Regions from separate parts of the Mus musculus genome. Here all the other regions are linked to region 3. The links are chromatin contacts, called in public Hi-C and HiChIP or PLAC-seq maps. All regions are on one chromosome and are shown on one strand. The core of a region is the stretch at or near the end of the contact, and the rest is flanking DNA. Distances in the headings are between cores, read along the strand shown. Region 1 holds the start of Rab14 (RAB14, member RAS oncogene family). Region 2 overlaps Ttll11 (tubulin tyrosine ligase-like family, member 11). Region 3 holds the start of Ggta1 (glycoprotein galactosyltransferase alpha 1, 3).

The links. Hi-C and Micro-C count contacts between places; a contact is called where the count stands out from the background. HiChIP or PLAC-seq counts read pairs in DNA pulled down with a chosen protein or histone mark.
Region 1: a Hi-C map of pre-B cells shows a contact between it and region 3, with 2.8 times the contacts expected there. The contact joins the promoter of Rab14 here to the promoter of Ggta1 in region 3. A contact is called at or near these places in 4 of 39 promoter capture datasets (the C10 cell line, macrophages and pre-B cells), 2 of 484 Hi-C or Micro-C datasets (embryonic stem cells and pre-B cells), 6 of 115 datasets of contacts at active chromatin or transcription factors (the 230-238 cell line, bone marrow-derived dendritic cells, effector CD8 T cells and 3 more) and 2 of 9 other capture datasets (adipose tissue and liver).
Region 2: a contact with region 3 is called in an H3K4me3 HiChIP or PLAC-seq map of pro-B cells, with 4 times the contacts expected there. The contact joins the enhancer-like site here to the promoter of Ggta1 in region 3. A contact is called at or near these places in 4 of 39 promoter capture datasets (cranial neural crest, frontonasal cranial neural crest, hippocampal neurons and 1 more), 8 of 115 datasets of contacts at active chromatin or transcription factors (bone marrow-derived dendritic cells, bone marrow-derived macrophages, embryonic stem cells and 4 more) and 2 of 9 other capture datasets (adipose tissue and liver).

The regions. Positions count from the first base shown.
Region 1 is chr2:35,199,242-35,203,618 of GRCm38.p6, forward strand. Rab14 (RAB14, member RAS oncogene family) reads right to left here and starts at 1,879. Exons shown (of 8, transcript NM_026697.4): 1 at 1,519-1,879.
Region 2 is chr2:35,904,980-35,908,970 of GRCm38.p6, forward strand. All of the region lies in intron 3 of Ttll11 (tubulin tyrosine ligase-like family, member 11), which reads right to left. All of the region lies in intron 2 of Gm35396 (predicted gene, 35396), which reads left to right. Among named protein-coding and RNA genes, the nearest start is that of Gm35396, 23 kb to the left of the region's middle. Within about 2 kb of position 1,357, at least 23 of the 459 cell types and tissues checked have an H3K27ac peak or open chromatin away from gene starts, as enhancers often do. A contact at or near this core is called in pro-B cells, where this site is marked.
Region 3 is chr2:35,458,635-35,462,891 of GRCm38.p6, forward strand. It overlaps Ggta1 (glycoprotein galactosyltransferase alpha 1, 3), which reads right to left and starts at 2,815. Exons shown (of 8, transcript NM_001145821.2): 1 at 2,561-2,815.

The DNA of each region.
Region 1 (4,377 bases), core at 629-3,128, 260 kb before region 3:
GAGTCTACTTCGACAGTACTTGTCCAACAGATATTAAACACCCATTATATGGCTAGCAAAACTACAGGCAACTTGCATGTCAAACCTGAGCTTTCTTTAATTCTAGTTAATCCTTAAAATGACCCTGAAATGTGGGCACAATTTATAAGGACACTGAGTCTGGGAGGTTAGCTAACTTGGTTAGGATCAATTCAGTAACTAACATGTAGGTATGGTTTGGGCGATTTTACTTGACCATGCACGAAAGCGTGTAGGCTAAGGTTTTGTGCCTTGGGTTCTGCCATTTCCTAGTTACACTGAATTCCCGAGATAATCGCCTGCTGCAGGGAAGGGAAAAGAGGAAGCTGCATTATTAATGGGTCAAATTTGTACTCAACAATCACATTTACATAAAAGGTAATTGAAACAACATGTCATGACCAGTAAACTTTCCAAGAATTTCCATACTTGGCTGTGCAGCCACCAAGAACATAGCTTTCTTCACAAATACGGAGGACATGCTACCACCACCTCTCCTCCAAGGAGCATTTGCCAGAGTAGCAGCTGACATGATAGATTTTGGGTCTTATCAGTTCTCACCCAGTGTGAATGGAGAGAAAATGGAATTCAGTTGTCTCCTCTCTGAACCGATCCAGTATTGTGTATCTCAGCCCTCGTGGAATGTACTGTAGTACAAAACATACCAGCCAGGATAGGGAGAAGCCATCATTTGTGTTCCATCATTACTCAGCTACAGGACAACTTCTGGCTTCGGTCCGTCCCTCGCCCCTTATTAAAAAAATGCGGAAAACTCTCAAAAGGCACTCGAAGCAAGCAAGCTATGTGTGAAGACACCTAAACCCGTGTCTGGCACACACTGGAGTTTTAGCGTTCCCGTTCCATCGTCTTTTCTCAAATTCTCGAGATGCCCAAACTTTTTCCCTTCGTTCTTTCTAGATGCTGTCTAGGTTCCAACCAGTGCAGGCTGGCCAGGGACTTTACAGGGATTCGGAGAACCTCGCGCACAGTCCCACACGCCCAATCCTCAGCCGGGACGACAGAGCGGTGGCTTACAAGGACACGGGAGCCAGCCCGAGACGCCGAAGCGCTGCCTTTTGTTGAGGCCCTGTAGGGTGGGACTGCCACGGCTGGGGGCTCGTGGGTGGCAGGCCGGCGCGCCACGCGTGGGGCAACACTGCGGGGGTGTTCTACAGCCGCGGGCAAAGGCGGCGAGACTCGGGCCTGCGGAGGCCGCGGCTGTGCCCCGCAGGTCGGACGGATGAGGTGGGAACACACCCTCCCTGCACGCCTCGGAGCCCGGCTGCGGGCAGGGAGCGCGAGCCGCCCGGGACGGCGCGGGCGACAGCTCGCCCCGCGGAGTCCTGTCAGGCCGGCGCCCTCCGCCGACCCCCGGGCTGGCCGCGGCCTGCGGGGCCCAGCCCGGGACGCCGCCCGCCTACCTCTCGGCTCGCCTCCGCCCCTTGGAAGGGCCGGGCTGGGAGGCTGGCTCCGGCGGCCCCTGCGGAAGGCCTTGGTTACCTGGGGGGTTGCTGGTGGCTGGGCAGCTTTCCGGACGGGAGGGGGACGTCAGGACGAGGAAGCGGAGGGCGGACGCGGCGGGAGGGAGGCCGGAATCCGTCAGCCGAGGCCCTGGCAGGTAGGCGGGCTGGCCGGAGGTTGCAGACACTCGGGTGGCAGTCGCGGTGGCGGCGGCGGCTGCTCCTGCGGCTCCCTCAGGATCTTCCTCGGGCTGGCCCAAGATGGCGGCGCTCCCTGCACAGGGTTTCCTGTCACCCTCGCAATGGGCCGGACCACAAAAGAAGGGGGGAGGATGCGCGCGCAGCCAGCGGAGCCCGGAAGAGGGTGGTGGAGACTAACCTGACGGCCACGCCCCTTCGTCAGTTCGCCCCTCCGGAGTAGACCCGCCTCGGCCTCGGCCCGCCCCCACTGGTCCTCACGCCTGAAGGAGGCGGGGAAAGGAGCCTGCGCAAGCGTAGTCGTGTGCCACGCCTCCCGGCGGAGTTACTGCGCAGGTTCGCACGCTGTTTTCTAAGGGTTGACAGTGTCTGTCCAGAATTGTCGCCGTTAGAGACCTAACTATTTTTAATACGCGTAACTGCTTATCACTGGGCCGCCTCTGTATACCGGCTTCTGGAACACACACGTATTTACTGCATTTATTCAACATTTACAGACCAATTGGAGACTAGTAGGAACAAGGCTGGCCAACACCCAGAGACGCTTCTCGTGCCATCAGAGGCAAAAGGGTGGTTCACATTGACCAACCCATTTGTATAATCATGTAGCTAGGAGGTGGCCCTTTCTTGTGTTTCATCTTTGTCTAGCTTAACCTTGCTTTGCGGACACCAGCAACAGGAAGAGGGAAACTTGACATTTTTACTCCCACCTTCCCAAGACACTTCCCACTCCCACCTTCCCAAGACACCTTGGTGAAAGCAACAGTTTCACTTTCTTGGTCTTTCGTCTTTTTGCCTTGTAGAACCTGGATGTGGATTTACTTATCTTACATTTACGTTTATCTTACATTTCCTTTTTTTATCTTATTATTTATTTGACATTTACGTTATTTATCTTACATTTACGTTTAATTTATATTTTACAATTACATTGCCACAAGGATGGATATGTTAATAACGCAAAGCAAAGCAATTTTTTTTTTCAGCATAGAAGTTGACCTTTTTTCTCCTGATTTTTTTTGAGGAGTGGAGTGGGGTTCAATACAGGATTTCAGTATGTACTTCTGGTTCCCCTGGAACTCACTATGTGAATCAGGGTGGCCTCTAACTTGCAGAGATTTGCCAGTCTCTGTATTCCCGTGTTATGGTTAAAGACATGCACCATCACACCCAGGTTTCCCCCCATGATTTTAAAGGATTTGGTACATATCTTGTGTGTCTCTGAAGGGACTATGGACTGTAACCATTATCCCTACCATGCCTAGTGGATAAAATGGCCCTTTCCAGAACCCCCAAAGAAAAGTCGCAATTCTAAGCGTTTAAAACCTTTCGTTGTAAACTGGTTCTGCCTTAGGAAAGTGAGATGTCATTAGAAAAATACATAGCAGTTTGAAAATCTCTTGTTTTGATAAATACATGATACAGACAACAGTTTTATACATGTCATTTACTTTCTCAGGTCCTCAGACTTTTCTCCAAAGTAAGGATGTGATATCTAATTCCTATCTTTCTTGTTAAAATTAAATAGACAATGCATACAAAATTCCTGGCATATAATACCTTGAATGGGGACTATTATTATTTGATAAGCATAAGGTACTCTCTTCCAGTCCTGGAGGTCAGTGGTTTAATTCATTGTGGTGGTTTAAATAAGAATGGGCCCCATATGACATATATAAGATAGAAATTGGTGCCATGGACTGGGGTGTTGTGTGACAGTCATGACCATTCCATTTGTTGGAGGAATATGGAAACAACTGGGACTTTGGACTAGAAAAAGCATTGGAGATTTTAAGTGGGGCTTAATATGCCATCCTGGTAGGAACATGGAAGACAGTGCCGAGGGCAATTTGAATAGGAACCTACTCAAGATATTTCAGAGGGGAATAATGAGTGGCCTAGAGGCCATCCTTGTGATATTTTGACAAAGAATATGGCCACTTTGTCCTAAAAATTCCTGGAGGATAAATTGAAGAATTAATGAATTAATGGCCTTGGAAGAGGAGATTTCAAGATAGCCTAGTGTTGACTGTGTCACTAGTGGTCACTTTTATTTAGATCTACAATGAAAAGAAGCAAGTTGGGCAGAGAGAAATACAGAATGCACAGTTATAGCACTAGAAAGTATAATGGAGCTAAGAGTCTTGGGCTCTGGAAAAAGTTTAAAAGAAAAGCCTGATGCTAAATGGAATAAAGGCAGTGGTGGCCTCAGGGGAGGACCCCACTCAACTAAGCTGCCAGTTTGTCAAAAGGGATTAAGGAAATTTTTAAGCAATTAAAGAAACCATAGAAAGCAGAAAGGTGGTGAAAATGTATTTGAACAAGGGGCCATGTTCCAGCCCCAGCAAAGAGAAGATCATGGCAGCTTCAGGCACATGGTTCTGACTTTAGAGTCAAGGATACCAGATATGGACTGTGGAATCTCTCTCCATGGCTAAGGAAAGCCACTGAAGCCAGGAATGAGTCAGCGTTGTCCTCTACATGGAGATCTAGAAAGACCACTGCATGGATCTGTGAAGGTGAAGCCTGGATTGCCTTGGAGACCCCAAGATGTTTGCGATGCCAGAGTTGTAGGAGAGCTGACAAGGAAAGCTGCCGACTAAATGTGGAACCATCCCAAGAAAGAAGTCTGTTTCAGCCAACAAAGCTAAAGGGGGTTGGAGATGTGGAGAGCGCTTTGATATCACACATCTGATGCAGA
Region 2 (3,991 bases), core at 107-2,606, 440 kb after region 3:
CAGTGACCTTGACGCTTATGTCATTATTTAATATTCATCCGAAGCATCCACACGCACAGCCTTTACAGCAAACATGGCTGCTATGGACGAACGACAGCCGTGGATCAGCAAGTGAAAAATGTCAAGTTTGCACTGGTGGGTAATTTTTCCCTCTAGAAAGCTTTTGCTAGGCCGATGATACTAACAGTTCAATATATTATCAGAGTGATATTTTCTCCTTTGAATTCAGGGTATGTGCCTTAAATAAATTAAACTACATGGTCAATAGTCTCTGTCATTCATTACAGTGTTAAATATTTCTTCCTCTCTGTGCCAGAGTCATTACAAATCAAGATTATTAATTCTAAGAGAATCGTTGAATTTTCTGAACCAAAAGGATCCTCGGAGACCGACATCATCCCATCTGCTCATAATGCAGAGGGGAGGCTGAGGCTGAGGGAAGGGGCGGGGCCCGCCTGGGGTCCCATGATTGGCTAGCGAGGCAGGTGGGGTGAGAGCCTAGGTCTTTGATCCCACCTCAGGTTCCCTGTGACAATTTTATTTTTGATAAGATAAAATGAAAGACCCGTTTTTCTGATTCCTATAGCAAAGACTTTTTGTTTTGTTTTGTTTTGATTTGTTTTGTTTTGTTTTGTTTCAAGAGAGAGTTTCTCTGTGTAGATCAGGCTGGCCTTGAACTCAGAAATCCCGCCTGCTTCTGCCTCCCAAGTGCTGGAATTAAAGGCGTGCGCCACTACTAATCAGCCAAAGACTTTAATATCTCAGCCATTACTAATATCTGGGCTCTGACCTCACCCTGAACATGGCTGTCTTGGAACTGTGTCTTTGAATCCTGAGCTGTCTGGGATACCCCAACCCCAAATCTTCAGTCTGGGTTCCTAATGTGTTCAAAAGTGCCACAGCCTGGCTCACTAACTGCTCTGCAGGCAGGACCTAAGTGTGACCCCCAGCACCCACATAAGAAAGCTAGACATGGTGGTGTAACACTGTGATTCCAGATCTAGGGAGGCAGAGACAGGAGGAACCCAGGGCTGGCTGCCCACTGGGCTCCAGGCACAATGAGAGACCTTGTCTTAAAACGGGTAAAGAGCAATTGAGAAGGACCGTTGGCTTTGACATTTGACCTCTGACCTCTGACCTCCACACATATGCACATACAAGTGCTGGGTCTAGGAAATGAGGTTGCTATATTTCCAGTCCCCTCAGCCATTACTTTAGCCAAAAAAAAAAAAAAAAAAAAAACAGAATTCCTATCTTCTGAACCTTTCTGGTTTTGCTTAACAGACATCTTTCCACTCAACGACTGAAGCTAAATATAGCTTCTGTCTCTGGGCCCAACCTCACCCTCACCTTCCACTGAAACTCTGACGATTCTGGCTGAAGCCTGAATATGTGATTCTGTCGTGTGCACTGAGAACCACCGGACTAAAGTGAATTAATTAAGCCAAAATAGCATCTGAAGCCACTGTCTGAAATGAAGTTCTATGCCTTAGTGTTGGCCGGAATGTGAGGAAGACGGCTCTTAAACTACAGCTGATGGTATCTTTGGTTTATCCAACTCTGCTGTCGGATGTGAAATCCATTATCTTGTAACTGTATACTCGGATGGCTGAAAGAGATACATAGGGGATGCCGGCTGGCTTGCCTGGCACTCAGGAGGCTTATTGAAAATTTTCTGCACCTTTACTGCCCCCTAGTGGTATTCTGGAAAGGCGTCTGAGAAAGCCTGGCTTTCCAACATTACTTAAGTGGGATATTATTAGCCTGAAAACGGAAGGGAATGATAAGACCAAAACCTTGAGCACTCTGTGCAGAGAAACAAGCCAAACACAAAACCAAAAGGACTTTAGGATCCCACTGTGCAAGGTCCCCAAGAAGTCAAATTCTTAAGAATTTGAAGTGGCAAGAATACAGAAATAGAAGGGGTTGGGGTTGGGGGTGGGGTGGGGTGGTTAGTAGAGTTAGCAATTTAATAAGGACAGAATTTCAGTTACTTAAGGTTTTAAAAATTCTACAGTTGGATTGGGCAATATTTGTACCACTGAACTTTACCCTCCAAAAATTATGAAGCTGATAGAGTCCCTGCACCCAAGCATGTGGGCCTAGGTTCTAGCCCCAGCAACCAGATAAAAAGCTGGGCATGTGGCATGTGCCTATAATGCCAGAATCGGGGTGGGGTGGGCAGCACTGTGACAGGCAGATCCCAGCAGCTCTCTGATTGGCCAGCATAGCGGAAGCGATGAACTCCAGGTAGTCTGGAAAGCTAACACCAAGGACTAGCTCAGAGATTCTTGACAGCAGTCTCTGGTCTCCATGTGTACACACATACGTGTGCGTACATCTATGTGAAAACATACGTGTACCCTCCCTGCCACACAAAAGAAAAAATAGGCAAAGCTGGTAAACTTTTGTTATGTGTGTTTGCACCAATTAGCCTTCGCTGAGTTGAAAGAAGTGTAAACCAGAAAAATCTGGATTTTGGCTCCAGTGTTGCTAGGATATTTCTGCCTGTCATGTGACCATGGAAGGTCACTGGACTTTCTTCTGTGCTCTGCCATGTTCACCTATAAAATTGAGGGTTTACTAGAAGGTCCTGGGGCTCAACCAGCTAACTAGTGCTAAGCAGGGGATTCTCTATTGGAGGCTGTATCACAAACATTCATGGAACCACCAGAGAGATCATGCTGTGCGTTACCATCAGCACACAGGGTGACCTGTGAGCTCAGGGATTTGCACGGGAGATTTATGACGAGTTTGCATCAAGCAGGCAAGGCCTGTGTGAGAAGCAAGGCAGAGCACCTGGAGGGAGGAAGTTCAGCAGCCAGACTAGAAAGCCACAGAGCGTTATTAGCAACAAGGGGAAAGCATGGGGACAAGTTCTGAATTATGATGACACCAGAGATGTCAAAGATAGTTAGAGCCATGTTTTGTCACATTGGAAGACCTACGTTTCATTCTAACAATGCAGGCCATTGGTGTCATGGGAACGGGCTGTGGATCTTCAGGACAAACAAGACTCTGATAGACAAAGTGTGTACTGGGCAGGACACAAGGGACCAGTCCAACAGCTGTGAGGTCTGAGACTCAAGGGAAATTCCAACTCTTGATGTACACAACAATTCCTGAGGCCAGCTAAGACTGAAGCTGCTGTCATGTAGGTGACCCAGGCCAAACAAGAAGGGCAACACGGGCCATCTGAGAGGCAAAGTGGGAGGTGATGAGGGTGGTTGCAAAGAACAACTTGAGTAGATGGCAAAGCAGGAGAGAACAGAAGACATTCAGGAGACTGCCAATGGTGGAGAACAGCAAGAGAATGACCACTAATGTCAGGAATAGACATAAGCCTCCACTCATGAGATCACACAAGACTCCCACTCAAGAGATCACACAAGACTCCCACTCATGAGGTCACACAAGACTCCCATTCAAGAGATCACACAAGACTCCCACTCAAGAGATCACACAAGACTCCCACTCATGATATCACACAAGAGTCCCACTCGGGAGATCACACAAGATTCACACTTATGAGGCTACACAAGACTCCCACTCATGAGATCATACAAGACTTCCACTTATGATCACACAGACTCCCACTCAAGATATCACACAAGACTCACACTCATGGGGGTCACACAAGACTCCCACTCACGAGCTAAATAGGAGCCACTCAAGACACTATGGTTCAGGCCCTGTTCTGCACACTGCATCTCATTTAATCCTCACAACCATCTTATTTTATAGACCAGAAAATAGAGGGCCAGAGATGTCTATTAACCTTCCAAAAGTAACACAGCCAATAGGGTGTGAAGCCAGGGTTTGAATCCAGGCAGTCAGATTCTAGAATCCATGTCCAAAGGGAAAAGCTCATGCCCGAGTATGAGAAGCAAGCCTGATTGGAAAGAATCTTGATGAATATCCCTTTGGGGAGTCAGGATGATGATACTCTGCAAAGGTGGCAACTTTGTGCTTTCGAGAAGGAAGAAACTAA
Region 3 (4,257 bases), core at 1,565-4,064:
GCAATTCATTCCTTTCTCTGCCCTCCTTCCTGTCTTCTCTCTCAGCTACCGGCACCATCATTAATCCAGTGACCCTTGTCATATGTAAAGCCAGGAACATTCCCGAAACTGCCTAGATTGTTGACTACAAGAACCAAGTCTGAAACTCCCTAGTTGATAACACAGAAGACTCTGGAGCCCAGGAATCTCTATGCCTAAAGCTGGTCTGGGGCAGACAAGCACAGGAGACAGTTTAGCATCCCACAGTGCAGTTGACAACCTAGTTCCTTCACCTGCACACACTACACACACATACACACACTACTACTCTCCTATGCAGTCTTCAGCCCTTCACCTGCACCCAGCTTTTGACAATTCCCATTCAAGTGCAGGAAGAACAGAACCGCCAATCCAGCTTGAACTGCCTTTTGAATATGTGGGCAATAAGGCAAAACTAAGCCACCCAGTAGCCTTTTAGGGAGAATCTCCCTAGGTGGACATATGATTAAAATTAGATACATTATAGGAAAGAACACATACAATAAGAAAAATTAGATCTGCCAGGCAGTGGTGGCGCACACCTTTAATCCCAGCACTTGGGAGGCAGAGACAGGTGGATTTCTGAGTTCGAGGCCAGCCTGGTCTACAGAGTGAGTTCCAGGACAGCCAGGGCTACACAGAGAAACCCTGTCTCGAAAAACCAAAAAAAAAAAAAACAAAAAAAAACAAAAAACCAAAAAACAGATCCAGGAAGTCCCTGAAACTGACCAGATTCACTAGGCCCCTCCCTACAAGAGCAAGCAATAAAAACTGAGAGTTACTCTCAGACTGATAGAAGCTGAGCTGCAAAGAAGACTCTGAGACCAGACCAGCTGCCTGGAAGAAGCAGAAACCAGCTGGACTGCCTAGACCAGGTTTAGATCAGTTACCTGGAAAGGGTACTCTCCAACTATTGAATTATCTGAAGGCTATGCTCCAGGTTCCCAGCTTTTGTGACTTGTCACCTGTCCTTTGATGATACAGCTATCCATGAGTCATGTATACTTCTGTAAGTAACCCCTCACCTATATTCCCATAAATAACATTAATAAAGCTCTGGGGTCCGCCAAGTTGGATTTTGGTGGTATCCGTATTTTGGTCTGCCCTGGACTCACTATCCAGGTGAGTAGACAGGTGTGCTGTATCCCCTGGCAAAAGTTTTGTCACACAAGACTTCAGCCACTTCTCAGAAAATGACCAGCCTAGACCAAACACAAGGACTGTCCCTCTAAAAACCTTCCAACTCATTAAAACCAAGAATGCTTACGGTTTATGTATTTTAGTGTACGTAAATTAGAGTGTAATTAAAAATTAGTAAATAACTTGTAAAGACCCCTGATTATTTATCAGAAAGCATATTCACTTCAAAAAATAATATTTATACCTGAACTGCACCTGTTGAAATGCTCAGCCCCACCCACTACCTCTTCCCTTCCACTCTCCCCAGCCCTTCCCCCCAGAGTCATGCCATCTGTTCCTTAGTCGTTTTCTTGCCATGGTGGGAGATGCTGAATAGAAAGTGAGCAACCAGGTTGTGGTGGCATACGCCTTTAATCCCAGCACTTGGGAGGCAGAGGCAGGGGAATTTCTGAGTTCGAGGCCAGCCTGGTCTGCAGAATGAGTTCCAGGACAGCCAGGGCTACACAGAGAAACCCTGTCTCAAAACAAAACAAAACAAAACAAAACAAAACAAAACCACACACTCCAAACAAACAAACAGGAAGCACACAAGCCTTAGAGGCTGGCTGGAGTGCATTCCAACCTCAGATTCAATCCAAACCCTGAGCACCCATAAACCAGTGACTTGGCTTCTCCCAACTTTGATTTCCTTCTCTATAAATCCAGCCAACAGTGCCAAGCTTATCCTGTTAGGCTGGGGAACCTAAGAGACCCATGTACACTAAAAGTTTCACCAAGACCCAGAAGTGCACAGGGAATAAAACCCATGGTCAGCCCCTGGCTCAGAAGTGTCAGAAACCGGGCAAATGGCTGCTCAGAGTCAGTATGGCCAGTGCAAGGCGGCCTTTCCTGCTCTGTGACTGAGAAAGCTTCCGGTAAAGTTTAGCCACAGGGGGCCATTGACAGTAATCAATTGATCTCCCGCCTTCTGATCTCAGGCATTCCACTGAAAACTGACCCTAATCACAGGGAATGGGGACAGGAGGCCTCCCCAAAACATCCTCTTGGGGCGTTCCTAACACAGAAAGTAGAAATAAAAGAATCGGTTCTATGTAGTAAGATCACAGGAGCAGGAGCCAGGGTCTCCAGGTACCCCTCCTAGGCCATTTGGGGCCTGCGCCAATACTCAAAGTCCCTGGAACCAGGTAATCCCAAGTGAAGTGTTCAGCCCTGCATTTAGTCACCAGACACCTGTTACTTGCAAAAGATAGCTTGGACCCGCACGCGGCTCCCATCAGGAAGAAGCAACTACTCCCAAAAATAACTGTAAGGAAGCACTATCAAAAGGCAGAGACTCCCGTAGTCCTGATGCCCCAATCCCTGGACAACCCGAGCCATGGCGAGCCCCCTCGCCTTTGCCTACCCAGAGCCTGAGAGCGCGAGGTCTTCAGCAGAATCGGTACTTCTCATTCCAAGAAGAGTCTACAAGGGAAGGTGTCAGCCAGCTAAGAAAAGGCAGGGCTAGGGCTCCACCCAGAATCTCCAGCCTCCTAAGACACACCTATCTACCTCCGGGCGAATGAAAGAGGCAGTCAGATCTGTTCTGGGGCCGATAGTGGCCCAGACAAGCAAAACTACAAAAATAAGAGTCCCTGGGGTCCTTCCTGAGGGAGGAGCTAGTGGCGTTGACATCCCCGCCCTCCTAGCCTCTTCCTGGCCCCCGCAGCAAGGAGGACAGCACTCTCTCCAGTCTCTGTTCTCTCTCCTCCGCGCCCCCCCCCCACAACATTATTTCCCGCTTTGCTGTTTCTTGGATGATTTTCAAGAGTTTGTGCAATCGCATATGTATGAAAATGCCATAATGAAACACAGTACTTTGCATGCAAAATAAATATAAAATAATAAAACGTTTGTGTGTGTGTTTTGTTGAGAGGTTCCCCTGCCATCTTCAAACACTTGATGGTGTCTCCTTGCAGTGGGAACGAGGTGGTTTGAAAAGTTGTGACGAGATTACCTCCCATCACCCAACACAGCAAAGTTAGTGCCTGAGACTTTGCCCAGGCTTGATTTTGGCTTGGTCCTTCCTTCACTGTTAGGAGTCTGTCTGTCTCTCAAATTCGAGTGTCTCTCACTTTGCCCCTACCTGCACCCCTTTTCCATCTTGTCCATAAGAAGAGCCAACCCGCCCTGTCCTAACTACAGTAGGAAAAGACACCTCCTGCTTTCTACACTCACTGGTTAGTACCGGTGGTCCCAGGATCTGATCTGCCCTACTCGCCCTGCCCTGCCCTGCCCTGCCCTGTGCTGCCCTGTGCTGCCCTGAATATCAGCTATTCGGATAGCGAGGGAAGGTGGCGGGAGACCCCAGTAAGCAAACAGATGCAGCGACACTGTTCAGGGTGGGACAGAGCCTAGAGTTCAGAAGTGGATACAGAGGAAATGATCGAGTGACCAGGACAAAAGCAAGGACCGAGGTAGGGCTGGGCCGGAATAGCGGCGCTCCCGCTCGCCCACACCTCCTCCCCACTGAAGCCCTCGCGTGGCTTCAGTGTCAGACGCCCGGCGGGACCCACCTGATCCGCAAAAGCAGGCCGGGTGTGTGTTGTCTGCTGCGCTGGAGACGGGACCACGCGGGCGGGCGGGCGGGCGGGCGGCGCCCTGCGCTGTAGGAGACCCGGCCGCTGCTCTGTCCGGGTGTGTCGGGTGGGGTGCGCGCCTCTGGCCCCTGCAGAGCTCGGCGGCCTAGGGCGCAGGCAAGTGGCGTGCGCCGACCCGAGGAGTGGGAGCCTAGAGAGTCCACTCCCACCCCCACCCCCAACACAACGTCCGGCGTGATGCACGTGTGATGCATCGGGTGTCCCTCACTTTACCCCAACCTGCACCTCTTTCCCATCTGTGGGAGGAGTGATGTTTCATCTCCACTCAGGCAGAAAAAAGCCTGAAACCAGCAAAAAAAAAAAAAAAAGAAAAGAAAAAGAAAAAGAAAAGAAATCGCTCACGGCCGCCTGTGTCTTCTGACCTGCCCATGGTGATAGGGGCTGCAGAGGAGGAACTACGGGTGTGTGTGTGGGGGGGGGGGGGTGTTACTGGGTGATGGGGTGGGGAACCGACACCCTATGC